Linked DNA regions of Ovis aries: region 2 is linked to region 1. A link is a contact called in public Hi-C data. All regions are on one chromosome and are shown on one strand. The core of a region is the stretch at or near the end of the contact, and the rest is flanking DNA. Distances in the headings are between cores, read along the strand shown. Region 1 holds the start of IFI30 (IFI30 lysosomal thiol reductase). Region 2 holds the start of CCDC124 (coiled-coil domain containing 124).

What was found. A called contact is a pair of places that touch in the nucleus more often than the background predicts.
Region 2: a contact with region 1 is called in a Hi-C map of tail adipose tissue, with 2.6 times the contacts expected there. The contact joins the promoter of CCDC124 here to the promoter of IFI30 in region 1. A contact is called at or near these places in 4 of 16 Hi-C or Micro-C datasets (blood, hypothalamus and tail adipose tissue).

What each region holds. Positions count from the first base shown.
Region 1 is chr5:4,825,715-4,828,414 of ARS-UI_Ramb_v3.0, forward strand. IFI30 (IFI30 lysosomal thiol reductase) reads right to left here and starts at 1,357. Exons shown (of 7, transcript NM_001205150.1): 1 at 1,241-1,357; 2 at 61-243. The coding sequence starts at 1,357.
Region 2 is chr5:5,007,191-5,009,890 of ARS-UI_Ramb_v3.0, forward strand. CCDC124 (coiled-coil domain containing 124) reads right to left here and starts at 1,323. Exons shown (of 5, transcript XM_042249652.1): 1 at 422-1,323.

The DNA.
Region 1 (2,700 bases), core at 107-2,606:
CCCCCTTCCCCAGGCCTCCTTCCTGTGGCCACGTGCCTCCATTTCCAGGTCCCCAGGCACCTGAGCGTTCCCATAGGGCACCAAGGTGACGTTGAGGATTTCCCACACCATCAGCCACGTTGGGAAGAGCTCTCGGATCAGGAATTCCCGGCAGCCGGGGCACAGAGCCTCATAGTAGAGGCTCACGTTGACCAGGGGAACATCAGGCTTCTGGGGCGATGCCTGCAGGCACAGCTCACCGACCTGCCCGGGAGGAAGGGGTGTGAGCCAAGTTAAACTCTCTGGCAGGACGGAAGCTGCAGACCGTAGGTGTTCTATCTCACACTCCTTCCCCACCTTGCCAGGTGGGAGTCTGATGCTGAGGCTTCACCGAAAGCCTAAATCTTCCTAAATATCAGCCAGATTGCAAGATGGATGTGACACAGATTTGCAAACAGTAGGCAGTTAATGGAGGCACAAGGCTTGCTTTCCTCCAGGTGATGAAACTTCTTACCCAGGGGGAGACAGGGTGGAAGAATTCATGGCCTTCACCCGCCTCGGTAGACTTCTGGGGGTGTATATCACCACCGCCTGCTCCTTTGTGGCCACTTCATCCCCTCGAGCCAAGGCCCTGGGCTGAGCAAGGACCTACACCTCTCTGACTCCTTATTTGCTCTTCCTCTCCACCAGCCCGCTGAACTCCTCCCAAGGCTACTGCAGAGGCGGCGCCTAATAGGTGCTGACTTCCGGCTCCAGCTGAGGGGTGGCCGGCGGCCTTGTCTGTGAGCAAGTGGTTTAGCCTCCCGGGCATCTGTTTACTCCGGACCACAAAAACGCGTGCTCTCCCCGGAACGGAACGCACCCTCGATGAATGCCCGTGGCCAGGGGCCGGCAGCTCAGCTAGTCTGGGATTCCTTCCCCTGGCCTAAAAGAGGGGACTCTGATTCTCGCTCCAGATGTACACAGCTGGTGCTCGGTGCACCTTGGGGGGAGGAGGGAGTTGCGGGAGGATGGGGTGGGGGGCAGCGGAGGGACTCGGACTCCAGATGGGAAAGCGAAAGGGAAAAGAAAGTATGGCCAAAGTGCCGGACTGAAGGGTGGGGTTGGGGAGGGGGTCGCCACCCCCCTCCCCCCGGGTAGCATCCTCTCCGGCCCCCGGTGGTCCCCGTCGAGGTCGGGGGGTGGTGGGAGGAGAGGAGCGACCGGCCCCTGACCTGGGCGCGGGCCCCGGCTGGCCCGCCCGCCGCGTCGCCGACGCTACCTGGCAGGGGGCCGCCCCCTCGGGGAGCGCTTCCAGCGAGGGCCACCGCGTTGCGGCGGGGACCTCCGGCGGCAGCAGCAGCAGCAGCAGCAGCAGCAGGAGAGGCGACGAGGCCATCACAGCGGCGGCGAACGCGCGGCGGCGGGGAGCCGTGGCCCCGGGAAGAAGCGCCTTTAACTCGGCGGTGGCCCGGCCCCCAGGCGGAACCCGCCTCCCGGTGCCCACGCCCCTCGGGGGCCCGGGCGGGTGCCTCTGGGTGTCTCTACTTTTCTCTCTGGGTCTTTCTTCCCATCCCAGCCCCATCCTTCCCCAACCCCCGCCAGGTGCTGGGACCCCAGTCACCTGAACAACGCGCTGCCCTTCCATCTCCCCCAACCCTTCCCCGCAATCAGCCCGGCTCAGCCCTGTGAAGCTGAGGCTGAGCACCTTGAGCAGAAGTGAGGTGGGGGCTTAGAGACTGAGAAACAGAGAAGTGGAGAGGAAGGAGGTCTCTATGGGGCCCGCCGCAGCCCCCCACCCCCACCCCAGTCCTAGCCCATGGACCCGACTCTCCGACCTCCCTACCCTGTGTTCCCATGGGAGGTGATCCCTTGCGCTGGCGTGGGCAGCCAGGCCCCCTCTCCTAGCTTGGCCCATACCCCTCCTCATTCCCAAGCTTCACCCCTCCCCCTCTCAGGCTCCCCGACTCAGACAGCGTGGTCCCGTGGGGCTGACTCAGGCTTGACCACAGCCAGGGCCAGAAAGCAGAAGCCAGTGCTGGGAGTGGCACCTCAGTTCTCTTGGCACCCCCATCCCTGGCTGGGGGGGTGGGAAGAGAAAGCTGGTCTTCCTTCTTGCTACTCTCCTGGGCTTGAGGAGGGGTGCACCCCTGCCCTCTGCCAGCTCCTTTGGTAGAAGAGAAGCCTGGGTTGGAGCAGTCACTACCTGAAGCCTGTATGCTGTATTAATACATGGGATGCAGGACTGGCCCCGTAGGACCCAAATCCGGGGGAATCAGGCAGACTCAGGTTTTCTCCAGGACTGTGCTGGACACCTCAGGTGATGAAGCCCCGACTTCTCCTTTTATTAAGCAGGAGAAGTGAGGTTTAGGGACTAAAGCTGGGCAGAGAGAATAACCCAGATAAAGGCTTGGAGGCTGGGAGTGTTGGGGATGGACCCAACACACTCAGACTTTGCAAGGCAAAGATCTGGGCCCCACCGGAGGAAACGCTCCCCACCCTTGCCTGGAAATCAGTCCAGCCCCCAGCTCCACAGCCCATGTCCCCCGCCAGTTCTGGGGAAACCCCAGCCCACATGGCCACACTCATAGCAGCAGGTTCGGGAGCTGGGGTTCCCCTGAAGTCCCCACAGCTGGACTATCCCACCTTATTCTTTTGAACCCTTCGCAGAACCCCTTTCCTTTGTGAAGCTTCTCCAAGGCTAAGTGACACGGCTTTGGGGAACTTGGTCTGTATTCTGTC
Region 2 (2,700 bases), core at 73-2,572, 180 kb after region 1:
AGGTCATAAGAGTGGAGTCCTAATCTAACAGAGATGGTGTCCCTTCAAGAAGAAAAAGACACCAGAATTTGCTCTCTTCACCCTGTGAGAACACAGTAAGATGGCCATCTGCAATTCGGGAAGAAGCCCACACTAGGAACCAGACTGGTTGACAACTTGATCTTAGACTTCCTAGCCTCCACAACTGTGAGCAAATACATTTCTGCTGTTTGAGCCACCCAGTCAGTGGTATTTTGTTATAGTAGCCAGAGCTGATGAAAACAGACAGCTTTTCCTCTGTTTAATAAACACACGCACACTTTGTCATTCAGTAAACATGCACTGCTGGATGGACAGGGAGGCGTGACCTGCTGTGGTTCACGGGCTGCAAAGAGTCAGACATGACTGAGCAACTGAACCGAACGTCCACTGCAGCACCTACTATGAGTGGGATGCTGGGGAAAGAGGCAGTGCTGATGGGCTTCCAGACTAAATGGCATTCCCAGGCTGGGTGGCATACAGACAACAGGAGTGTTAATTCCAGATGAGAGCTGTGATGGGGCAGGCAGGTGGCCGGGGAAGTCGGGAGGGAGCTTCTGACCCACGGGGTGTCAAAGTGCTTCCTGAAGGAGACATGAAAGGAAAAACCTAAGGGTGTGGGGAGACCCAAGCCCCCAGTGGTCGGGGGTAGGCAGGCTGGGTAGAGCGGACTTCTATTCCAGGGTAATGGGAAGGTGCCAAGGACCTCAGGGCCCTCTGGGGCTGCTGAGGTGGTGAACGGAGGACTGAGAAGCACGAAGCTCAAGCAGGAGGGTAAAGTAGGAAGCTCAAGTAGTTTTGGCTAAAGCAGCGAGTACACTTAGGAGGGAATCAAGACCCACGTGGTTGATTAGATGTGAAAGTAAGATAGAATAAAACATGAAACTCAACACCGCCTCCTCCAAGAAATCCTCCAGCTACCCCTTCTAGGCTCCTCCAGCCCGTCGTCCCTCTCTCCAGCTCCGATCCTACTGCATGAGGCCAGGGACGTCCGTACCCAGCTCTGTCACCCCCAAGCCTGTAAGCTGCTCAGGAGCACGACCAGAACTAAGTAGCTTCGAACACGACGCTGTCCCGCTGGATCTCAGTCGTCCGCTCCGGGAAATGGGGATAGCCCCCGCGGGAACCCGGGAGACTGGGAGTCGGAAGTGCGTTCGTCTCTGAGAACCCCACCTCCAGCCCTCCCGGGGAGGTGGTCTCAGGTCCTGCTACCCCGCGGGGCTCACCCGCACCCCGCCCCCCGGCTCCGCCCGCGCTGCCGCCGCTCCTACCTCCTTCCCCCGGCGCCGGCCCGGTCGCACCTCCGTGACGTCACCGCGGGGCTTGCGCATCGACGCCCCCAGGCGGCGCGTGCTGATTACGTCTGGGCTTCGTCGCCATCTTGGTAGGGGAAATGCTGCGTTGATCTCCAATCCAAATCAAGGGCGTTAGCTCTTTGTTTTTGTCTTCAAGAAGCGACTATTATAAATCCTCGTCTCTTCCGCTCACTTCATATACTAACTAATCAGGAGAGGGGAGCAGAAACTACAAACTGGACCATTGTCCTTACCGAGATGGCCGTTGCCCAGAAGAAAAACGGCGTCCTCGGTTTCACACGAGGGCCTGGAGGCGTCAGTCCAGAGTTGCTTGGCCGGCAGGGCGCGCCAGAATCCGTGGTCCCCGCGTGGCCGGTATAAGCGCTTCGCTTGTGGAAGCCTCCTAGGCCCTTTGCCATCGCTTTGTGCTTGCTCCTACTCCCGTCTGCCTCCCTACTGCGAAGCTTAAGCGGTAGGGAGCAGAAGAAAGGGACAGAGAACCTAAAACGCTGCGCCGTCCAGGTCGAGGAAACAGGCTTACAGACCAGGAATGGAATTCGAGCAAAATGTAATCAAAGGACTCAACATTCCTAGTGAACCCTTCCTCTGGGATTGCTTTCCACCACCCCCGCACACACCTTACCCTTTTTATTCAGCAGTTAGGTTTGGGGCGGGGCGCAGTTTGTCGTAGGCACCTATACTTGATTTTCTGCAGTGTCCTCATCTATAAAAACGGTAGCAGTAGGGGTCTGAAAATGATTACACGGGGTCTAGCTATAGCGGGGATTTGGGGGATTTAGACAGGACGATTTAGGCAGGACCACAGAGTCCATTCTTCAAAAAGCAACACCAGTGACATTGCTGGGACCTAAGTGGGATTGTATATCTCCCTTGCTCTTCAGCCTCAGATGGTTCCCCACTGCCCTGCAGGACTCACCGCACCTTCCCATCTCATCTGCCGCCTCTTTATTCTCTCTCAGCTCCAGCCACACCAGGCTCCTTTCTCCGATTTGCCAGGCACAGTCCTGCCTCAGGGAATTCGCCAGTGCGGTTCCCTCTGCCCTCAGCTGTCCCCATGGACTACTCCCTCACTTCCTTCAGGCCTTGGCTCAGATGTCCCTTTCTGAGAAAGACCTCGGACCTCTCCAAGTAGTTGGTGCCCCACTCCCAGCCCTCTTTTTATTTCCTGCATCGCATCAACTTGCTTTGTTGGTTTCTTTTCAGTCTCCGCTTTGGCTATGATGTCTGGGAAATGGAACCTGATATCACCTGATGTGATATTTGTCACCAACAAGAACGGGCTCAGCATCAACATTTATCATTGTTCAGTATTGGTTGGGATGTGGAGATGCCAAAGGCAACACCCAATTAAGCTTCTGCTGGTAAA